Linked DNA regions of Mus musculus: all the other regions are linked to region 2. A link is a contact called in public Hi-C, HiChIP or PLAC-seq and promoter capture Hi-C data. All regions are on one chromosome and are shown on one strand. Each heading gives the region's core, a stretch centred on a gene start, on an enhancer-like site or on the middle of the called end of the contact. The rest is flanking DNA. Distances are from core to core; before and after follow the strand shown. Region 1 holds the start of Rapgef3os2 (a long non-coding RNA gene). Region 2 holds the start of Ccdc184 (coiled-coil domain containing 184). Region 3 holds the start of Endou (endonuclease, polyU-specific). Region 4 holds the start of Vdr (vitamin D (1,25-dihydroxyvitamin D3) receptor). Region 5 holds the start of Rpap3 (RNA polymerase II associated protein 3). Region 6 holds the start of Cacnb3 (calcium channel, voltage-dependent, beta 3 subunit).

The links. Promoter capture Hi-C pulls out the DNA fragments that hold promoters and counts their contacts. A called contact is a pair of places that touch in the nucleus more often than the background predicts. HiChIP or PLAC-seq counts read pairs in DNA pulled down with a chosen protein or histone mark. Capture Hi-C pulls out chosen DNA fragments and counts their contacts.
Region 1: an H3K4me3 HiChIP or PLAC-seq map of bone marrow-derived macrophages shows a contact between it and region 2, with 5 times the contacts expected there. The contact joins the promoter of Rapgef3os2 here to the promoter of Ccdc184 in region 2. A contact is called at or near these places in 7 of 39 promoter capture datasets (the 3T3-L1 cell line, embryonic stem cells, hippocampal neurons and 2 more), 1 of 115 datasets of contacts at active chromatin or transcription factors (bone marrow-derived macrophages) and 1 of 9 other capture datasets (liver).
Region 3: a contact with region 2 is called in a promoter capture Hi-C map of stem cell-derived epiblast-like cells, with 5 times the contacts expected there. The contact joins the promoter of Endou here to the promoter of Ccdc184 in region 2. A contact is called at or near these places in 21 of 39 promoter capture datasets (the 3T3-L1 cell line, 3T3-L1-derived adipocytes, the C10 cell line and 12 more), 1 of 15 datasets of contacts at CTCF or cohesin (embryonic stem cells), 11 of 484 Hi-C or Micro-C datasets (B cells, the G1E-ER4 cell line, the N1E-115 cell line and 6 more), 2 of 115 datasets of contacts at active chromatin or transcription factors (T-cell acute lymphoblastic leukemia and large pre-B cells) and 1 of 9 other capture datasets (embryonic stem cells).
Region 4: a Hi-C map of Th1 cells shows a contact between it and region 2, with 3 times the contacts expected there. The contact joins the promoter of Vdr here to the promoter of Ccdc184 in region 2. A contact is called at or near these places in 3 of 39 promoter capture datasets (the 3T3-L1 cell line, hippocampal neurons and liver), 1 of 484 Hi-C or Micro-C datasets (Th1 cells), 2 of 115 datasets of contacts at active chromatin or transcription factors (both in embryonic stem cells) and 1 of 9 other capture datasets (adipose tissue).
Region 5: a contact with region 2 is called in a promoter capture Hi-C map of embryonic stem cells, with 3 times the contacts expected there. The contact joins the promoter of Rpap3 here to the promoter of Ccdc184 in region 2. A contact is called at or near these places in 6 of 39 promoter capture datasets (the 3T3-L1 cell line, the C10 cell line, embryonic stem cells and 2 more), 1 of 15 datasets of contacts at CTCF or cohesin (embryonic stem cells), 13 of 484 Hi-C or Micro-C datasets (B cells, the G1E-ER4 cell line, the N1E-115 cell line and 6 more), 1 of 115 datasets of contacts at active chromatin or transcription factors (embryonic hindbrain) and 1 of 9 other capture datasets (embryonic stem cells).
Region 6: a contact with region 2 is called in a promoter capture Hi-C map of adipose tissue. The contact joins the promoter of Cacnb3 here to the promoter of Ccdc184 in region 2. A contact is called at or near these places in 1 of 39 promoter capture datasets (the C10 cell line), 3 of 484 Hi-C or Micro-C datasets (the N1E-115 cell line, embryonic fibroblasts and embryonic stem cells) and 1 of 9 other capture datasets (adipose tissue).

What each region holds. Positions count from the first base shown.
Region 1 is chr15:97,759,697-97,763,132 of GRCm38.p6, reverse strand. Rapgef3os2 (a long non-coding RNA gene) reads right to left here and starts at 1,555. Exons shown (of 3, transcript XR_384421.2): 1 at 1,289-1,555. Rapgef3 (Rap guanine nucleotide exchange factor (GEF) 3) reads left to right here. Exons shown (of 28, transcript NM_001177810.1): 3 at 1,401-1,454; 4 at 1,552-1,658; 5 at 1,904-2,025; 6 at 2,386-2,554; 7 at 3,084-3,168.
Region 2 is chr15:98,165,942-98,169,702 of GRCm38.p6, reverse strand. It overlaps Ccdc184 (coiled-coil domain containing 184), which reads right to left and starts at 1,897. Exons shown (of 1, transcript NM_177716.3): 1 at 1-1,897. The coding sequence starts at 1,387. The coding sequence ends at 812.
Region 3 is chr15:97,729,433-97,733,110 of GRCm38.p6, reverse strand. It overlaps Endou (endonuclease, polyU-specific), which reads left to right and starts at 1,706. Exons shown (of 10, transcript NM_001168693.1): 1 at 1,706-1,896. The coding sequence starts at 1,842.
Region 4 is chr15:97,906,705-97,910,550 of GRCm38.p6, reverse strand. Vdr (vitamin D (1,25-dihydroxyvitamin D3) receptor) reads left to right here and starts at 2,255. Exons shown (of 10, transcript NM_009504.4): 1 at 2,255-2,316.
Region 5 is chr15:97,703,982-97,707,285 of GRCm38.p6, reverse strand. It overlaps Rpap3 (RNA polymerase II associated protein 3), which reads left to right and starts at 1,464. Exons shown (of 17, transcript NM_028003.2): 1 at 1,464-1,536.
Region 6 is chr15:98,632,805-98,636,280 of GRCm38.p6, reverse strand. It overlaps Cacnb3 (calcium channel, voltage-dependent, beta 3 subunit), which reads right to left and starts at 1,514. Exons shown (of 13, transcript NM_007581.3): 1 at 1,068-1,514. The coding sequence starts at 1,112.

The sequences.
Region 1 (3,436 bases), core at 306-2,805, 410 kb after region 2:
CGCCACAGGGAGCTGGGACAGGAGCTAGGTTGACTTGGGCATTTTGATACAAATAACAAGAAGTCATTAGCACTCGGGCACTGTTTGTTCCAACATAGGGCCTGGCTGGATACATTCCTGCTCTGCCTCCCTTTCTGGCTCCTCCTCCTCCTCATTTCCTGTCCTTAAGTCTCTAGGGCTGTGTGTCTGGCACCGGCCTGGGCTCGTGACCCGGACAGAGATACCCTTGGGACACCCAGTGACTTCCACCCCATGCTGGGCTAGGCACTCACGTCAGACCTCGGGTCTCTGCTTGGGTAGAGGGAAAAGATGCCTCTGCTCGGATCTGCGTCTCAGAGAAAGGTCTTGGATCCCACAGCCCCAGCCAGCACTTCTCCTTGAGTGTAGGGAGGTGTGGTGGGCAGAATGGATGGAAATGAGACCGCCTTGGGTGGGAGCTCCAATTTACCCACACCTGGTTGACAATCCTGCGCCTGCGTGGTTATGTTATGCAGGGCGCTTGAATTCACATCCAGTCTTGTTTCCCTGAAAGTCGTGAGGGAACACATCATGTCTGCCTAGCACACCTAGGATGTGGGGGTGTCAGGAAGGTGGATATGCTCTGAGCTGGAAAGGATGCCTTGAGAGGGCTTGTAGAGAACAGAGCAGCCTGCCGGAAGCTGGGCATAGGCTCTCCATTTTCAGATGGATGGACAAGAGGGCTGTGAGGGCCTTCATGGCTGTTCGGCAGGGCACTTTTGCCTTGGAGCCCCTAATGGAAACATTGTTACCAAGAGCATCAGTAGGCAATGTTTCTATGGTAAGCCAGTTCCGGGCTACCAAGGCCTTCCCTACCCTTACAGGGCTGTGGCTTGCAGTATCTGCTAGAGAGAAACAAGCCTGTCAGCCACGGCCACACCTCTGCCTTTTTAAAGAGTAAAAGCTAATATGTGCACAACCATACACCAGGCAGTGGTTAAACACGCACTCTGTGCCGGCTCGTGGGGGCCCTCCAAAAGCTCGAGAGTTTCGCTCATTTACGCTTTAGAGATTCTGTACATAGAGCTTTAGTCCAGACCCTGTGGTTGGGCACAGATCTGAGCCTGAGGTCAGCCTGTAGACCCTGCCGGAAGCTGGTGTTCCCAGGCCTCCTAAGGTGTTCATGCCCTGGCCTCTCCTGAATCTTGTAGCACATCTTCTAACTTCCTTTAGCTCCACCCCCGACCAGCTACAAACGGGGCCTGTTTGCCTAGCAGCCTGAGTACGTGTGGGCCCTGGCTGCGCAGAATAGAAATCTTGGGGTTCTCACCTGCCGCACACTGGTGTGGGAAAAGGTATCTTCTGAGAGGGGCAGGGAGGGGTCCTACTCCGTGAGTCCGAAGAGCCCCCACTGACCTGCAAACTCTTCGTACTGTCCTCAGACACCACTTACCAACAGCGAGGACTCCCTGGATTTCAGAGTGAGTCTGGAGCAGGTATGAGCTGAGGAAGGCAGAGTTGGGAGGGGCTATGGGCTGCAGGGGGCGGTGTTCAGGGTCAAAGTCTGTGGTCCCCTTCCCCGCTTCGTCCCAGGCCACCACAGAGCATGTGCACAAGGCAGGGAAGCTCCTGCACCGCCATCTCTTGGCCACGTACCCTACCCTCATCCGAGACAGAAAATACCATCTGCGACTATATCGGTGAGTGGTGAGTTGGGGTCCGGCCTGCCTTCTTCCCTTTCCTTCTCTCCGGCAAGCATCTGGGCCCAGCCCTGCTTTAAAAAGGGGTGCGGGGGGGTGGGCTGGGGAGTGGGGGTTTAGGGAGTGGTGGGTGGTGGGAGTGGGGGGTGTAGAAGAGCTGTACGTGGGCCTGGATGGGTGGTGCCTTTGGATAGAGTTCCACATCCTCCCACTTTGATTCTCTGACCCCCTGCCATTCCCCACAGGCATTGCTGCTCTGGCCGGGAGCTAGTGGATGGGATCTTGGCTCTGGGGCTTGGGGTCCACTCACGGAGCCAAGCCGTGGGCATCTGCCAAGTGTTGCTGGATGAGGGTGCCCTTTGTCATGGTGAGCTGAACTCTGATTGGGCACTAGGACTGGGTGGGGGGTAGGGAGACCCGACCTGGGGAGTGGACTCTGGTGGGAGCTGTGGAGAGGTTTAAGGCAAGTGGTTCACCACCTCCCTAAGGCTGAGACCCCTTGTGTTGTGGTGACCCCAACCATAAAATTATTTTGTTGCTACTTCATAACTATAATCCTGCTACTCTTATGGATCATAATATAATTATCTGATATGTGATTTCCCCCAAAGGGGTATCGATACACAGTTTGAGAACCGCTGGATTAAGGCATTCTGATATTGCTAGAATTAAGTCCAATCAACACCTCACCTGATTTTCTTTTCTCTGCCATATCTTGGCTCCCCAGTAAAACATGACTGGACCTTCCAGGACCGAGATGCCCAATTCTACAGGTTCCCTGGACCGGAGCCCGAGCCTACAGGAACTCAAGATGTGGAAGAGGAGCTTGTTGAGGCTATGGCCCTCCTGTCCCAGCGAGGGCCTGATGCCCTACTCACCGTGGCGCTCCGGAAGCCGTGAGTGAAGAGCCTGCTTCTGCTCCCATTCCCACATGGCCTTCAGTTCAGATTCCATAGACTCTCTGATTCATCTTGGGGAAAGGACCTAGGCAGTAGAGGCTCAGCCCCCACATCCCAGACCATCTCTCCTATTCCTGAGGGTGTAGGGCCAGAGGATCTAAAGGCCCTACCCACTGGCAGAGGATGTGGATTTTGGACAGAAAGAGGTCAGGATTCAAAGTCTAGTCCAACCAGCTAGCTACTCACTGGGTGACTTGGGCCTCTCCAGCCAGCTTCCTTCCTCTTCTGTCAAGTGAGGATCACCATGCTCATGTCCTCGTGAGAGTGGAATGAAACAGTCCACAGACAGTGCTTAGCACAGTGCCCGTCCCTGGGGCTCACCCACAAAGCCTGCTATTGATAACCATTGGCTTGACTGATTGCTGTGGAGTGGCCAGTTGGCCCCAGGCCCCAGCGGGCAGGTGGCGTGGCATGGCGCCTCCCTGGCTCCGGTCCACGATTCTCAGGGCTTCCTCTGCTCCTGCAGCCCAGGTCAGCGTACGGATGAAGAACTGGACCTGATCTTTGAAGAGCTGCTGCATATCAAGGCGGTGGCACACCTTTCTAACTCGGTCAGTACACACAACTGGCTTGTTCTTCAGCCAGACCCCTTCCTACTGCTAGATGGGAAGTGGGGGAGGGGAGGAAGGAGGGAGGAGGGAAGTTTCCTCCCCTTGTCTATGGCTATGAGGAAGACCTTTGTCTAAGGTCTTCTTTTTTAAATTACAGTTTTTAAATTGTTTTATTTCTTCATGTGTATGGATGTGTTTGCCTGCCTGAATGTCTGTATACAACATGCATGCCTGGTGCTCATAGAATCTAGGACAGGGCACTGGATCC
Region 2 (3,761 bases), core at 648-3,147:
GCGCCCCCTCCCCCAAGAGTTCCTCAGATGTCCCCTTAAATCTGGACAGTTGCTGAGCAGTCCTAAGTCTCTGCCTGCGACCTGAGCACTTTGTTCTCTAGGCCCAGGTGAGTGGCCAAGCAATCCCAGGTGAAGTCAGCGACGGGGCAGGCTCGGCTCTGCATGCTCAGTGCCAGAGCTTGAGCTCTTGTGTCTTCATGCACATCAGAGCCAGCTCCTCCCAGCCTAGGGGCCCTGGGAACCCGAGTACCCTGACTCCTAGGGCCGCAGTTCCCTCCTCAAGCTTCCTTTACCCATCAGCAGTTGCAGAGCGATCTGTAAGGGGGAGAGGTTTCCGCAGAGCACTGAATATCTTGGGTTTGGGGAAAAGGGTAAATTTCCTGTTGCCAGAACAGAATACCCCAACTCCTTAATTTCTAGGTAAATAGAGATTATTTGCCAAAGTCCTAGATGACTCCTTTTTCAGAATAGAAAAAGCAGAATTTTATTTACATAATTCAATGGTCCTCCTGTTTCCTAGGAAGAGGGGAAGGGGGCAAGGTAAAGGGATAGATGAGAGTCCAGAGATGGGCACGTCCTTTCTGGGAACCTCACCTTTCTGCAGTTTGCTATGATGCCTGCTTGGGTGGAATTCGCGATGCTTCCAAAGTCCTTGACTCTACAAATCCTTCTGTGAGGGAGTCTCTCTCCCTGACCTATAAGGACCACGTTTGAAGTGAAGAACACTGCACCGCACTGTTCAGTCCCCTCGGGTTAAGCACTTGGAAACCCAAAGCCAGCGCGGGTAGTTGGTTCCCTGGTGGGGTCTCCCTCACAGAGAGGCCTCGCCCTCCAGCTGCAGCAGGGTAATGTCAGGAAGGTCGGGGGGCTCCACAAGTGGCCCATCCTCCCCAAGGAGACCGGGGCTCTCAGAGAGCTCGCAGTGACTGGTGGGTGTGGCGGGGTTAGGTGTCTCTTTCTCCTCTTCGTCCTCGTCTTCATCAGGATCACGACCCAGCAAGCCGCTGTCCTCGATCCCAGGCGAAGGTGTCTCTGGTTCATGGGGAACACTTGGGAAGCTCCCCTTGCCGCCGGCCACGCCCAAGCCTCCCTGGCGGGGCGCAGTGGTCATAATCTGGCACATGGAGACTATAGCCCGCTGGTTGGCGCACACGTCGTCCGACAGAACCTGGATGTGCGAGGCCTGCTCGTCCAGTGCCCCTCGCATGGCCCTCACGTCCTCAAACAGGGCCTGCAGCTGGGCCTTCAGGTGCTCCATCAGTTCCTTCATACCGCCGTTATACTCCCCAGAGATCACGTCCCCCACGGCGGGCACCGTGGACACCTCCAGAGGCGCTGGCATGTCGCCGCCGTCCTTGGTCATGATCTCCAGCAGACTGTCCTCCATTGAGTGGCAGAAGCGGGCGGTGGCAGCTCTGGGTCGTGTCCAGCGGGCCTCCAGGGTGGGGGAAGGGTGTGGAGGGGGAGAGGTCCCGGGAGGGACGGGGTGGAGCCCAGGGACACCTAGGCTCCCTAGAGGGGCGGGGAGCCTACGTGAAGAGAGCGGCCCCAGGCAGAGGACACGGGCGGGATCAAGGAGGGCTGAGAAGAGTCTATGGATCGAAGACCTGTCTAGGGTCCCGGGACCAGGATCTTCGGGCTTACCCAGGGGGCAAAAGTGGCTTGCCCGCTCGCCTCCAGTGTGGTACCTATGTCCCCGCCGCCCTCCCGGCAATCACCGACAAAGAGTGCTCACAGGTCACAGAGGCGCTCGCAGAGGGCTCGGGGTCGAGACGGGGACCCGCAGCGCGTCAGTCTCGGGACTCCCCCCAGCCATCCACCAGCAGTGCCCGCGAGTGCGGCTGGAGAGGCAGGGGCGGGTCTCCCGGCGGCGCCGCGGATGCTCCCCCGTTTCCAAGGCGACGCACGGCACGTAAATGACGTGTGTCTCCATGGCAACGAGGAAGTGAGGAAGAAAGAGAACAGGGTTCCGAAGCTGCAGTGAAGCTCTGTTGTATGGGCTGACGGGCGGGGCAGGGATGCTGCAGTAGCCTCAGAGAAGCTGCAAAGAGCATGTGGCTGCAATGTTTAATAGGACAGCATGAGAAAGCAGTTTGCTGCACGACCCCCACCCCCAAGCCGGAGAGAGACCGTCTGCCTGGGGGGGGGGGGGGGGCTTTTCACCCGCTCTCCGCATTCCTTCCTTGGAGGACCATGGGAGAGCCAGGTCCATCCTCCAGCGGCCCACAGGACTGGGTAGCGATTGTTAATAATCCCAGGCGAGCTGGCAGCACCAGGCTTGGAGGTGCAGAGGAAGGCGGAGGGAGGCGCGACCGATCTGCTTCTCCCTTCTGCAGCAAAAAAAAAAAAAAAAAAAAAAAAAAAAAAAAAAAAAAAACAAAAAACAATTTTCCCTCCCTCCAGAAAGCTCAGGGTGAGATACAGTCTCTTATGGGACCCAGCTGTTTCTACCCAGGTTGGGGGGGTATGAAAATTATGAAGCTAAGTACTTAAATTCCGAGAATGAAAACTCCATAACAACAGATTCCCCTCCCCTGCACCCTCCATCACGGAATCCCCAGCGCTTTAAATAGCGTCCGAGACGCAGAGAGCAGATGATGTATTTGTGGAATAGCTACTTAAATAAGAGCCACCAAGTACCATTCTCCTCCCCAGGATTCTCCAGCCCACACATAGTGGACTTCAGAAGACCTGAATACAATTTCCTTTCAGCCCTTAATGACTGAGAGACCTCAGCTGACATCGTTTTCTTGACGGACCGAATAATAGTGTTTCTAAATCTGAGTTAACACTGGACCGAAGTGCAATTGAGTGAATTATTAGGGCCAGCGCCCCTAGTTCCCATCTTTAGATGCCCACTAACCACCCCTGTCCTTTGTGAAAACTCCTTCCCCTACTTAGAGGGTAGAGCAGGAGAAGAGGAGGAGGAAGAAAATTTGGTTATAATATATTTAGAGACGACATAGGCTGGGAAGGTAGTCATCTTGTAGGCTATAACACGCTGACATCGCTTTGATAAAAGGAAGCCAAGTGGTCAAAACCCTGAGTTTACAAGACTCTGGGAAGGAGAAGTAAATGAACAGTGCTGTCTAACTGTATAAAAAATTAAGTGTGGGTGAGTGTCATTGGTCACCTGTAGTTCAGTAACTGCAAGTGTGTTTTTTAATTTCCCTGGTTGTATGTCTTGGCGATGAAGAGTGTCCAGCCAGGTTTTTGAGGCACCAAAGAACAGATTCATCTATGCCTGTCTTACTGCTACTGTTAAAATAAAAGCAAATTAAACTATCTTAAAGTGCCCAGGGTCGGAATGTTTACATAAATAACTTAAGACATATATTGGACAGATGTGAGAAATTTGATTTCCCCAAAACAAAGATGAACACACACACACACCATGCAGTATTGCTTTCTAAAAACTAATGATTAATCTTGTTTCCTTGCTCCTTCAACAAATTTGTTGTTGCTCTTGCCTCTGCCATTCTTGCCATACATGGTCAATAAACTTTAGATGATCCCTAAGCTGGCTCATGAAAGAGCAGAACACTTTTTCTTGGTATCCCTCGGCACAGAGAGTTATACTTTGACTCTCACAGGCTCACCATAACACACATGCACTCGTGTGCAAATGTCTGCTGTTTGTTTTGTTTTCAAACTACAGGAGAACTAGAAACAGAGGCAAGATGCAGCTGAGCTTACCCAGTATGACATCTAATCACGATGTAGCAAAGGTTCTCAGAGCTTTGCAGGACCAGTCCTGCTGT
Region 3 (3,678 bases), core at 457-2,956, 440 kb after region 2:
TCCTCTGACTTCTGCATGTGTACGGTAGCATGCATGTCCCTGTACTCATACGTATAAACATAGACACACAAACATACACACAAATAGAGAGACAAGCAGACATACATACATACATACATACATACATACACACACACACACACAGATGGAGACAGGCACACGCAGACACACACACAGAGGCAGAGAGATGGAGACAGGCAGACAGGCAGATAGACAGACAGACAGATACACAGACACACAGATGAAATAGATAGGTAGGTTGTAAGTAGGCAGACAGATCAATAATGAGAATAGATATATAACTCACAGGGAGAATTGTTAAGGTCTAAACCCCGTTACAACATAGCACTTAGTATAAAATGGCGGCTGGATAGCTATCACCAAACAGGATACCCACTTCCAACATTTCTGATGGCTGCCTGCCCTGAGCCCTAGCAGCCTTGGCCTCTTTCCCTTAGCATTCTTTCCCCTCACCCTTCACCATGCACCTCCCTGGATCCTTCCCCACGCTGGTCCCAGTTTTCTGGAGTTTCCATAGTGGCTCCCTGGAAAAGCTTGTCAAGATAGAAGCCTAAGTGAGCATCTAGCTGCAAGAGAGCCGAGGAGGGGAAGCGGTGGGGTTCCTAGATGACCAGCAGATAGAAAATCCTGTTGGGGGTGCATTCCACCTTTTCTGGGTGCTTGTATACAATGCTGTGAGCATCCGTCTTAATTAAGGTTTCTATTGCTGTGGTAAAACGACCCGAAACAATTTGAAGAGGAAAAGGTTTAATTTGTCTTACAATCTTCCAGTCACAACTCATCACTGAGGGCAGGAACCTAAGGTAGGAACTTAAGTAGAAGCCATGGAGGAACGCTGCTCACTGGCTTGCTCCCGTGACTTGGTCAGCCTGCTTTCTTATACAACCCAAGACCACGTGGCCAAGGTTGGCACCGCCCACAGTGGGCTGGACCTCCCATGTCAGTCATCCACCATGGAAACGCCTCACGGGTTTGCCTATGGGGGCATCTTCTTCGCAGATGACCCTAACTTGTGCCAAGTTGCTGTAAAACCTAGCCAGAAGGAAATCCAAGTTTCTCCCCAAGTTACCTCTGCGTGAACGAGCTGATGACTGCTGACTTAGTGTCCTGCTGTCTTTCCCTCCAGATCCCTTAACTAATTTTCTCTGTGCTGGTCCATCTTAGGCTATAAAGTCCTAGGGGTTAAGAACGAGATCTGTGAGGGGAGATGAGCAGTCCAGAGAGGATGCACCTCTACCTCTTCAAGCATGATGACACCCAAGGGAAAATCCCACAAGCACTTGGGATCACGGAAGGGATTTCTATACTGAATGAGAAACGCACCAGCTATGTGACCACCGCCATTCGAATGGGAATCTAGAACTACAGTCTCCAGCAGGCCAGGTCTGGGACTGGGGGTAGGTGGGTGTTTAAAATAGATCATCCAAAGAGGAACACATTAGTGCTCCTCACTTGAATAGAGAACCTGCCAAACTAGGTTCATCTTGCTGCGTCTGCTAGTGTGGCCTATTTTCCAGCTACAAATAGCAAGCATTACCTGTTTTAAACATCTGGCATGACCTGCCTGCTTAGTCACCTTCTCTTAGGCTTCAAACAGCTGTGGGGCCCCTCCCCCTCCCCCTCCTCCTCCTCTCTACCTCCTATCCATCTGTGATCCCTCCCTCCCCCCTTTCCTTCCTGGAAGGATCCAGCCACACCAGATCCACAAGTCCTGGTGTCTTTAAAAGGATCGGCCTGAGGGATACGGCTCATCTGGGCACTGTGACGTTCATCTTGATTGTGGTGGGAAGTCCAACGGCCGCTCTGCTGCAGGTGGCATCATGAAGGCCCGTGTTCCTTTTATAGTGGCTATGCTCTGTGGTCTAGCCTGGGCTGGTAAGTCATTCTCTGGTGGGCACGGGCGTAGGCTGGGTTGCCTAAAGAACAGAGTGCTGGGGCATAACAGGATGAATGATGTCCTAACCCAGTGGACCATTTGACCTGCCCTTGCTTGAGGTTGCAGGATCAGGCTCTGAAGTTGGCTAATGATGTGGAGGGATTGCAGAGCTGAGATCTTGGAGGATCAGCTCCAACATCACTAGAAAAACCAGACTCCATACTTGGATGAGGTTTTGTTTTCTTGGGGCTACTACATGGTTTGGAAGGGAAGGAGGTTGCTGAGTTGGGGTTACCTGGATGCCCTTGGTCACTCGCTCTTCAGCTGCCTGGTGATAGGTGGGAGTTAGGAGATGGGTGGGCTCAGGAGGAAACCAAAGCCCCTGACTCAGAGGTGAGCCCTGTCCTACTTGGGAAAGAACAAATGACTGGTTAGTGTGATGGGGTGGGGGTGGGGTTGCCCCAGGTTAGGGGAGCTGAAAGGTAGAGAAGGGATGGGCCTTGCATTTGCAGGTAGTGATGGAAGGAGATGGGGACTGGAAGAGGAAAGGGACACTGTCCTGTTCTGTAACTGTGCAAAAGCTGCTACTGCTGTGTTAATTAGCGACTAGTGGGTGGTAGGGAGGAGAGCCAAGGGAGGGAGCTGAGCTCCAGGAGAGTCAGAGTTCCTGCCATTCCAGCCTCCCAGGGTGTTCCTGCCTCGGACTCTGGACAGGATCTGATAAGTCAAGGCAGGAGGAGCAGTCGAGGGCTCAGCCCGTTGGGACTTGTTGGGTCTGTAGCATAAAGATTTCTAGGAGGAGCTGAATTTTGCGATCTTCCCCATCAGGGGACGCACAGAGAAACCCCAGGGGGATTCCTAAATAGGGAAGGCATGGAGGGGAAAAGCCATTCCCATGGCTCTCAACACTACAGGCATCTCTTCGAGGACTCAGCTCTGCCTAGGGCTGGAATGGAAGAGGAGGAAGGGAAAGAAGAAGAAAGAAGCCTATGTAAGCTCGGGACCTTACCTCAGGTCTGCCCACTGAGGGAATAGAGGAGAGCGTGTGGGACTAACTAGTGTAGGAGGATGGATGGTCAAGGAGCTTGGGATAGGACTGCGTGGGAGACATCTGGTCCTTGGAGGAGGTCCCCGAGGGTATGGCTGTAGTGGTTTTAGAGGTTCAGGCAGCCCTGGGCTACTAGGGCTGAAAGTGATGGTTAGCCTCTGCTGTTACATGGATGGGAGGTGAGGGGAGAGGGGATGGAGAGACAGCAGCGGGCAGGAGTGAGCGTCCAGCATCTTCAGACATGGATACCGAAGTATTGGCCACACCAGGGGTCATGGCCAGGCACAGGCCATGGTCTACAAGCCAGATGCCTTCCAAGACCTTGGCTGGTTCAAGCAAACAGAGGCAGGAAGCTGCTGGTCTTGGAGGTGAAGGTTTTTGGTTCACTGGGTTTCCATGGAAATAACATCTGGGTTTCCCTAAGAGACCATCATGTGGGGATGCCTCGGTTGCCAAAGAGCCTGAGGGCTGATGTATAGGGATCTTCTGTCTATCCAGGCTTGGCACCAACCTTTATTGATGGCCAGTGGGGAAAGAGCTGTGGAGGTTGTGGCATGCTATGGTCTGAGAGGAGGCAAAGAAGTGTAGCTCTTCACGGGGGAGAAAATCGGGGTTCTGAACGGGGAGTGGAAGGGGGACCCGGAGCTGAGAGGACAGACAAAATGAAGGAAGGCAGAAGAGAGGTCGAGATGAGGCAGAGGGGTGAGGGACAAAGGCTGCTGGAACAGTGATG
Region 4 (3,846 bases), core at 1,006-3,505, 260 kb after region 2:
GACAAGGAGGAGACTAGAGTCTGGAGAGCCAGGTGAGAGGAGGTGGTCCGGGAATTGGGGGAGTCTCGGAGGACATCACTAGGGGTGTGGTTATTGGGCCAATCACGGAGTGTGTTAAACACAGCAAGGACACCTAGAACCTTGACAAACCTAGCACATCTGACTTCTTCCTGGCTGTTTTTTTTCTTTAATTAACACCAAGGGCATGTATCTATCTATCTATCTATCTATCTATCTATCTATCTATCTATCTATCTATCTATTCATTTATTTATTTTTATTTTATGTACATTGATGACTTGATTGAATGGATGTCTGTGTGAGGGTGTTGGATCCCCTGGAACAAGAGTTACAGACAGTTGTGAGCTGCCAGGTAGGTATTGGGAATTGAACCCTGGTCCTCTGGAAGAGCAGACAGTGCTTTTAATGGCCAAGCTATCTCTTTGCCCCTCTCCTCACATGGTTGGTTTTTCTAGACTGTGATCCAATAGGTGAAAATTACTTGGGATTTTTTTTTTTTTGAGAGGCAGTGTGAAATGATGGAGGTCAGTCATAAAGAAGACGGGGTTCAAGTGGTTCTGTCATTGCCCAGCTGCAAAAATGCCAAGTTTTAAGATGGGGGGGGGCGGAGTTTTTGCTGCTCTGTCTTGAAAGATTGACATGAAGGTTGAATAAAACATCCAGAGAACATGCTACCCTATGTGAACTTCCAGCTCACGGCTGTGAAAAAGATTCCCAGTAAGGTCAGTATGGCTTATGTAGGTGCACATCTTCCATCGCCTCCTGCAGAGGCTCACGGGGGGGGGGGTTGGGGGGGTTGGGGGGGTTGGGGGTGGGGGGGGGGATTTCAAAATGCCCTAAGGTGTTGGCTGTTGAGACTCCCTCCTGTGCTTTTCTTCTTGAGAGAGTCAGCTTTCCCCTGATGTTCTAGAAAGTGATTCTTTCATTTAGAATAAATGATTTCTTTTTTCATTTAGAATAAACACCAGCCTGGGAGGGCTCCCAAAAGGCCTCTTCCATTCATTCATTGAGTTTAAACACCATGTGTCACATGTTTTCTGAAAACGTTGAAGCCTTCCCAGAATGTTTCCACTACCGTCTCTTAAAGAGCTCCTCACAGCTTCCCCTCAGACCCCACTGTCTGGAAGCTCTTTCTTCTATTTAGCCTCCGTTGGTTTCTTGGGGACAGTCAGCAAGAGCTGGAAGGGGCAGTATTTCTTCCACTCTAACACCTCTGTGTGAGGAATGAGAAGTGCACTAACCGCCAGGCTGGGCTCTCATCCTCCACTGGTCCACGGCTTGGTCTGTGCAAATCACTGGGTTCTCCACCTCCCTGTCCCCACTGAGCCTCCTAAACATTATCTTTCCTAACTACAGGAGGTCACCAACTGTCCAGTGACATTGGGGGTATCTGTATTCTAGAACACCCTTATGTTTATTTATGCATACATCTCCTACTCAAAAAAGGGACCCCTATAGACTGCGGAGCACGGAGCGTGTGAGTAGAGTAATCTTTATCCAAATTTTTCTACAATGAGTTCTCAGGAGCCATGCACAGTTCCAGGTCTTGAGGTGAACTTTGTGCCTTTCCTTCACACCAGGGTCTCGGTGGCAAGGGATGATCTGGGAGGCAGAGACCTCAGAAGCTACAGCAAGGCTTGCTGGAATGAGATGCAATTAGCCAGGAACATGCTCCGTCGGTGTAGTTAGCAGAAGAACGTCAGGTAGGAGAGAGGACGCAACTCCAACCTCCAATCTGGTTTTCTTGGGCTAATCCTAACCAGTAGAGTCCGGCTGAGCGCCCTGCAGGAGAAACTCACCTGAGGTTCCCCATCCGGCGCGCGCAGAGAACGGCTCCCTGCAGCGCGCCGCGGGCGTCGGGGTCCCGGGTCAACTCAGGTACGGGTGACACACCTGGGGGAGGCGTTTACAGCAGATTGGGTAGAACCACGGCGGCAGGGGTGGGTGGTGGCTACATCACGGATCATCACAGGCAGAAACGTGGATTTGCACACACGACATCATCAAATACTGTTCCACGGAAGGCAGACGCCTGTGCTGCACTGTGGCTGGCGGTCCTGGAGCCCCTCACAAGGCAGGGCCTCCAAGGCGACAGTGCAGTGGTTGATTCCAAGTCAAGAAAGTTTCAGGGCTTCAGAGGACTGAACTTAGTGGGCGTGGTTGAGGGGCAGGGCGGTCCGGGGGCGGGGCCTTGCGGGGGCGGGGCCAGGTGCTGAGCAGTCTCTGCTTGTCAAAAAGCTGCTGCCGAGCCCTAAGCACGGGAAGCGCCGAGCTGTGTGTCCACCGCCAGACCAGGTGCGGATCGGGGTGCAGGGGGAAGGGGGTTCTGGGTGAGTGGTTAGACCCGGGGCAGGCGTCTGGGATCTAGAGGTCTCAGCGTTCGGGTGCAAGCGCTAGAGTCCAAGACTCGGAAAGCAAAGTTGGCGACTGAGATCCGGGCTGTGGTGCCATGAGGTTGGGACTCTGAGAGGGCACCCAAGTCTGAGAAAGCTGAAGTTCGTACGAGGCTGGCGAGGGGACAGCCACCTCCGCGATGCTCAGGCGGCTCAGCGTGGGAGTCCTTAGCTAGGAGGGTGCTCAGCGCTGGACAACAAGAAGCGTTTGTTTCTTTCCTGGGACGGGCGCTTTGACTTGGAGTGGAGGAGTAAGAAGGGAGTGATTGGCTGTCGATGGTGCTAAGGTCTCTGGAGGTGGAGTGTGTAGAGCCTGTTTATTACTTCGCGGAGCCATGTGTGATCACCAGTGATAGTGGAGTGGAATCTTTTATATGGAGTTTTTTCCTTTTGTGCTTGCCTTTCTAAAACCGCCGGTGCTTTGAGACCAGTGTGCTAGGTTTCTCTTTCAGGAGAGCCTGTCCACAGATGTCCAGAGGGACTCGAGGGTGAGCGTGGAAATTGAGAAAGGGGTTTTAAGGACTAGTTTCTGTTTGGAGAGTGAAGGGACTTGGATGCAAGAGGCGAATCTAGGTAGGATCTGCGTGTGATCTCCAAGTCCACTGTCTCCACTATGACTATCCCCTACCTGAGGCTGAATCTGCCTGGGCTCTGGGAGCCTTGGCTCTCTGAGTCTGAGCAACCCTCCTCCTCCTGCTGTTCCTCCTCCTTCTGCTCCTCCTCCTCTTCCTCCTCCTCCTTCTCCTCCTCCTCCTCTTTGTGGTGAATGAGTCAGCCTCCTGTCTGGGCCCAGCAGCGGTAAGAGGGGCCAGAGCCTAGGCAAGCAGTTGGGCAGGCATTTTCTGGGCATTGCAAATGTTCCCTTGGACAGAGTTCAGGTCTGCCTCGATGCCCCGAGGAAAGCCATCTTCTTCATGACACAGGAGGTGGGGGGGGGGGGAATGTCAGCAAAGGCTGATGGGCAAGGGATGATTCCAGGAGATGGCCACGAAGAGACAGTGGCTTTGTGGTAAATCCTCACCTCTTCCTATTCTTAAGAACTAGAGGCACATCCCAGTACTGTGGAGTTACCAGGCACTGGTTCCATTTCTACCTTGTCAGGTACCCATCTTGTCCCGTAAGGCAGGCATGCAGGAGAAATCAGAAGGCCGAGGGAGCAGAAAATGCAAGGAATGCTCTCCCCAGGCTAGGGAGGAAGAGTGGACTTCTGAGGGGCAGAGAGCAGTTGTCTGGACCCAGGACCGTCAACTCTGTAAACTAAGGGTTTTTATATTTGGGGGCCATCTCTATTCCTTCTCTAGCTGAAGACTGGAGAGAATAGTGTGTGCAGCCAGAACAGGAGACAGTAGGAGTGAAAGTGTCTGCCTTTGTTTTGGATACTAGAGACCCCTTGAGCAGAAATAGGTGACCCGTAGCCTTTTCTACCTTGTGT
Region 5 (3,304 bases), core at 215-2,714, 460 kb after region 2:
TTTTTAAACCTAGTTTGTCTGCAATGGCACCTGCTGTGGGTGGTGGAGTACACAGAGTAGGATTTGCTACAGAAACAGTTACACTTTGTTAAAAGCTAGTTTATCTACAATATCATCAGAAAATAATGCTCTTTTATTTTTATAATGTGTAAGAGTGCTTGCCTGCATATATGTATGTATGTATGCACACCACATGCACGCCTGGTGCTAAGAGGCCAGAAGAGGGCGTCAGATCCTCTGGAATTGTAGTTACAGAACTGTTAACTACCACATGGGTGCTGGGAACTCAAGTTTTCTGCAACAGGGAACAGCATTCTTTCTTTTTCTTTTCTTTTTTTTTTAAAGATTTATTTATTTATTTATTTATTTATTTATTTATTTATTTATTTATTGTATGTGAGTACACTGTAGTTGTACAGATGGTTGTAAGCCTTCATGTGGTTGTTGGATATTGAATTTAGGACCTCTGGAAGAGCAGTCAGTGCTCTTACCCGTTGAGCCATCTTGACAGCCAGGGAACAGCATTCTTAACCATGGAGACTTCTCTTCAGTTTCTGATCTTTACTTTTAAATGAACTTAAAAGACAACCAGTCACACCATGAGGGAAAGAAAGATCCTAATGATATGACCTAGTGAGGAAAGACCAGGGGCGGTTTTTCATTGACAGGCAGGTAGATTAGTGTTTTGCAGCTGCACAGCTGTACCCAGTGCTTTGAAAATGACTGATGCTGAAGTTGTATCGAAGATTAATTATGTCAAACCTCTGGGATAAGATTCATAAATCAGCGTGTGTGGGATACACACCTGCACGGCTGCCTCCCTTGTGTGATTCGAAGGTTCAGTCAAACTTGTGAATGAATAACTGATCTTTGAGATGATATGTTTTCCATTCAGTTTGAAAAAAGTTGGTTTGTGGACTTAAAAAATTATACCCATTGCATTGTACAACAGAGTTATTACATAGGAAACAGCTTCACTCACAAAGGAAGCAGAAGCAAGCATTACAGGTTTCAGTCATTCTTTTAGATAAGCCAGGGTCTATCTAAAGATAGACACAAGCCCGAAATCTACAGATAATCTTAGAAAAGGAAAAAGATTAGTAGCAAAAAAGCACAAGGAAGACCAGCAGCCACATACAAGACTCAGAGAGAAAACAGCAGAGTTCCAGCATTGACAGTTCTTAGAAGTTACAGTAACTTTCTCCTAGGATTTTCAGAGGCTACAAACATCTCGTTAGTGGAAAGCAGGGCAGCTCTCAGAAACACAATCGAGGGGAGTAAAAGGCTTTATGCTTTGGAGGTCAATACGTCAAGATGGGTGCACTTTGGGGGATCCTCACGCTTAGTCTAGAAGAGGTTAGAACATCAGTCTACGTCCACCGCCAGCAAAGCAAGAGCAGCCGAGCGCGGGAGCCGAACCTTCTGCGCACGCTCGAGCGGCGCGCGGGGCCTTGTGGGAAGGCGCAGACCTCCGGCGGTGGTGTAGGACGCCGTGCGTCTCCCTGGAGCCGGTGAGGTTGGTGGCCGCCGTGGCGGGTGAGTAGGCTTTACCGTTCCCGCTGGCTGCAGGGGCGTGGGGTGGAAGAGCGGGGCTGGGCCCGGGCCGGGAGCAGCGGCGGGGCGCCGGGGCTGGTTCCCGAGTGCGCTCTCCGCGCGCTGCCCAGGGTTCGGCCTGAGCTGGCTCCGCGTCCGGGCTCGGGCGGTCTGCGGTGGCGGGACCTCCGGAGCCACGGTCCCGCGAGGGCGGCGGACCTGCGGGCTCCGTCAGGCCAGGGTATGCAGGCTTGGCTTGATACGGGACGTGAACGTGGTTCCCCAGGCTCTGGAAGTTTCTGGTTGCCTGCGGAACGAACCCCGTCCTGGCAGCATGGGCTGCCCTAGGACCCGGGGGTGGGTGGAAGGAGAGCTGCCGCCCTTACAGCATCTCATGGTCTGCTTGTTTGTTTAGAGACAGGGTTTCTCTGTAGCCCAGGCTGCCCTGCAATTCGCTGTGTAGTAGACCATGCTGGCCTCGAACCGCGGGCCTCTGCCTCCCTCCTGAGTGCTGGGATTGAAGACGTGCAGCGTTTAAGGGTCTCGTTTTGCAGGTGTACTGGTTTGTGTTCAGCAAAGCGTTATGCGGGATTTGTTTATGAATGAAATGCATGCGCATAACCAAAAGTGGACACTGCTTGACGCTTAAACTGCCTCGTTGAGGCTGAGTCAGAAGATCCGTTTTACACTTTTTGTTTGTTTGTTTTGTTTTGTTTTTCGAGACAATGTTTCTCTGTGTAGCCCTGGCTGTCCTGGAACTCACTCTGTAGACCAGGCTGGCCTTGAACTCAGAAATCCGCCTGCCTCTGCCTACCGAGAGCTGGGATTAAAGGCGTGCATCACCACTGTCGGGCCGAGCCGTTTTAAACAGCCTCTTTTTACTGGGGGTGGGGGGTGGGGGGGGGGAAAGCTCTTATAACCTCCCTCCAAGTATTCCTATCTTAAGGTACCTAGTCCAGTCACTTTACCCATTGTATCTATCTGCCTGTCTGTCTTCTGTCTCTCTTACAGTCTTCAGCATCTTTCACATGTTGGCAAATGCTATGTCCTAGCCCTTTAAAACTTACTCTTAAGGTGTGCTAAGGCGTCATGTTGAGTTTAATTTGTGAGGCCCCCTCTGCCTCCTGGATAGCTGGAACCAGAAGCAGTGGTCGACTGTGCACCGCTGTGAGCTTCATGTGCTTCCAATGGAGTTACATTAGGAAAGACAACGTTAACCCCTGTCCCATGTAACGTGATTCATTTAACTCATTTCTATCCGTAAAAATCCTGCGACTATTCTCAGTCTTTTTATGACCTAACGCCATGAACATACGAGCACGTGTGTGCGCTGCTAAACTTTCCTACTTAACATGTTAATTTTCTCAGGCGGTGGGTGGGTGGCAGCTCTCATATGGGCCCAGCTCCCTATAGGTACTGCCACCTCCTTTTTCTGATCTTCCTGTTCCCTAAGGCTGCCACTCTTCAGGCCCTGCCGAGCTTCCGTCAGTACAGTCTCTGAGCACGTTCAAATGCAAGAGTTTCTACCTTATTAATGGTGTCACCCACATTTCTCTCTAGTCCTTTCTATCTACTCAATACCTTCTGATGGCCCCTAAGTGCTCACATTCAACATATTCCAGACTGAAACAATCCTCTTACTCATCTGCCCCCTCCCCCAACGTGCGCGTTTTCCTTTTACAATTGCATTGCTTTGCCAAAGTTTTATTTTCACGCTATGCATATGTGGCGTGCGACGGTGCATGCATGTGCCATGGCACACACATCAGAC
Region 6 (3,476 bases), core at 265-2,764, 470 kb before region 2:
AGAGCCCCATGGAAAATTGGGTCCTGAAGGAGCCTGGTCCCAGAATCAACTGACTGACACATGCCTGCTCTGAGGCTCACCACTCCTCTTTCCTGGGCCGGAGATAAAAGGCTCGATTTAATCCTGTCAGGGGACCCTTTCAAGCCCTGTTAGTGGTCCTTTCCCATATCGAGTGGGATGTCTAAGGGGAGACTGGTGACTCCATGAGGCTCTGACACTGACCCCCCCCCCCAACTCTTGTCCCATCTTTCCAGGCAGTCTTTCTGCTCTCTGAGCTCCGGGAATCACTGTCTAATGAGCTGATTTGTCTCAGTGGGTCAGGAGATAAAAGCAAAGAGAAGAATTAAATATTTATTGGTTGCCTGGTTCTCGGAGCAAAGAGCTTCCTTCCCATCCCCATGCCCCTGAGCTCCCCTGGCCTCACCTCCAGGCCCTCCTCTGCAGGGGGCTAGACTGAACACAGTCTGATGGCCCACCCCTGTGGTTGGTGGCCTTTCCAAGAAGCTGAGCTAGAGGCAGTGGTGAGTGAGAGCAGTCAAGGCCATGCGCAGGGGGGGTGGGCAGAGAGGAAAAAGAGACCAAGTTCTAGAATTCCTGTCTGCAGAGGCTGGTACGCGAGTCGCTAATGTTCTTCCAGCTCCCTAATTTGTCATTTACTTGAGGCACAAGTCCGGAGTGTCTCCCCCGGAGCTCAGCTTTCCCTGTTGTGTTCAGACCCCATGAACCCAGGATACGGAACTCCAAATGTTCCATGTTCGCTCTAAAAACCTCGGTGTCGGGGCCTTCTGTCCTCCCCTCCTCAGCCTCCTATGTCCTGAGCTTTGGGGCCACCTGCTCGAGCCTTCCCCCTACAGCGTCCCTGTGCACACACCGGAGTACCTGGGATACCTGGCTATGAGAGACCATCTTCCCACTTTCCTAGAGAGCCCCCCGCCGGCTTACGCGCGCTGCCCCGCTCGCTGCCAAGGCGTTTTTCAAAGTGCAGAACTGGGGGAAGGGTTGAAGAGAGAGAGGTGTCATCCCAACTCCCCCACCCCCACCCCCCACCCTCCCCCGCGGGCACTCACCGCCTCCGAGTCCTCAAACCCGGGCACGTAGGAGTCGTCATACATGGGGGAGTCCGGGGTGGGTGGGGGGAGCGAGCGGCGCCGGGGGCGAGGACGGCGGGCCGCGCCCGAGATGCCACCGAGCCGCGCAGCCCTGCGGGCGGCGGCGGCGGAGAGCGCGAGCGCGAAGGAAGGAGCGAGCCGCGAAGACCAGCTGCTCGCAGCTCAGATCACCGCTCCCCTCCCCACCCCCCAGCCCAGCCGGTCCCACCCCGAGCGCGCCAGCGCGGCTGAGGAATCTGCCGCCGGCTCCCACAACAATAGTGCCCGCCCACCTGACCCCCTCCCGGGAAGACGCGGGCGGCGGGGGCGCGGCAGCCAGGGGGGACCCGCCGGGGCCGCGGAACCGGGCGCACGCGAGTCGGGAAGGTGGGTCCCCGGCACCTCCGGGGCCGGGGCGGCGGGGAAGAAGGGCGGAGAGGCTGCAGGCGGGGCGGATCCCGGCGGGGAGGAGGCGGGGCGAGGAGAGATGCAGAGACAGGGACTCTCGCAACCCAGGAACTGCTCCGCCGGGAAACAAAGGGCTGGCGCGGGGGAGGGGAAGGGGAGAGACGCCGCAACCAGACGCGAGCCCGGTGGAGAATCGAGAGGGTGCGGGCGGCGGGGAGGATGGCTGGAGAGAGAGGAGGACTGGAGGCAGGGAGAACGCGGAGACAGGAAAATGGAGATCTAAAGGAGGACGGACAGCAGATGGGGAAGAGGTCTCAGGTGATCCGGCAATGTCAGCTCTCTGCAAGTCCTGGAGACACCCAAAGCAAACCCCGCAGTGGTACTAGGGAGAAATGGTTTTGAGCTCCCAGACCCGTGCCATGAAAGCAGCTCCTGCCCCAACAGGTGCCCGGCCCTCTCCGTTCCGGGCTGCGGTAAAGGGCCGACCCTTAAGAAGGGGGAAGTTCGGGGACGGTGGCTAGGCCTCCCCACACCTGTTGCACGGGCAGATTTTATCCAAGTTAAGCCGGGATGGAGATTCTCTTCTTCACTTCCCTGCCAAGGATTGTGCCAGACATTGCCAAAGCATCCGCGGGAACTGGGGCAGAAAGGGGCTGTTTTAGGTGAGCTTAAAGGGTGGAGCAAAGGTGCGATCCTGACGCTGAGGTTGGGAAGGAAGAAGGGTAAAGCCTACCGCTTTGCAAAAGACCAGAATTACGTACGGTGTGCAGGATGCTGGTTCTAATCATCCAGCACCAGTCAGCGCCCTCCACCCCCACCCCGCCATTCGAGGAAAGAGTCGCAATCTCTGAAGAGATCTTCTAAAAGCTGTCATCATTTGAGCTCGCTCCCTTTTTACATCCCTCCCCCCCCCCCCCCGACCAAAATTTTCCTTTTGCATTTTAACCTCCTGCTTGGGCATCCCAAGAGGATGTGAGGCAGACACCAGCCGTGCTTGGTGTCTCGCTTTCTCAACTCAGCCCTTTGCCACTTCTAGCTCCTGAAACCCCGGAGGGTGTAAGTTCAGGACACTTGCCCACCCTTCCGGTTACAATTGGGAAGGGTTCAAGAGATCTATAGAAGGTTCTGTGCGGTAGAAAGGAGAGGAAGACCACCCACCCAAGCCAACTGGCTTCCCACCTATATCTTATCTTCCTGTTCCCTCGGTAAGAAAAAGATGGGGGGGGGGGCTCATCTAATGACACCCTAGTCTGTCTCCTGACTGAAGGACCGGCAGGCAACTTTATTGGAGCCCTTGTGTCTGAGGGCACCAGCTGCAACTGGGGGAGGCAGCTTCCACTGCTCCAACCCAGTGTGTTTGAGGGTTAGTTCGATATCTTCTGTGTCCCCAAGTACTGCCTTGTCCTGTACCATCCTTTTCCTTTGTCTCCTTAGTCCCCTCTCTCCTCCCAGAGGGTGGAGAAGTGTCAAAGAGTAAGACCCTTCTGGCTCTCTTCTCCTGGAAGAGGGTCCCGTCTGGAATCTCCTCCCCTGGCCTCTCTAATTTTGGGACTGTCCACCCACCCATGGGGATCCCTGGACTGTTAGGCAGCAGATTTGCTATCAGCCTCACGGGGACCTTGTTGTCCTCATCCCCAGCTGGGACAATGGTGTCTAAGTCGGCCTCTGAGAAATTCGTTGCCATGCCAACCACCTCCTCCTGGAGATGGGTTCCAGTTCCTCATACCTACAGGCATCCCCTGGGTCCTGCAGGCACTTGATCTCCCCTCTCTCCTCCTATACCTCTGAGCTGCCACAGAATGTCCACTTCCTTTCTCACTAGAGCCACACCTGCCTATGCCAGTTCTCCTGCTAATCCAGCTGTGGAAGCAAGATCAAAGAGGAAAGCCTTAAAAGACCAGGTGTGGAAGCGGAGAACCTCTAGAAAACTAACTGGGCAGCAAGTGGGGAAACTGAGGCAGGAACTGGGAGTTCTACTCC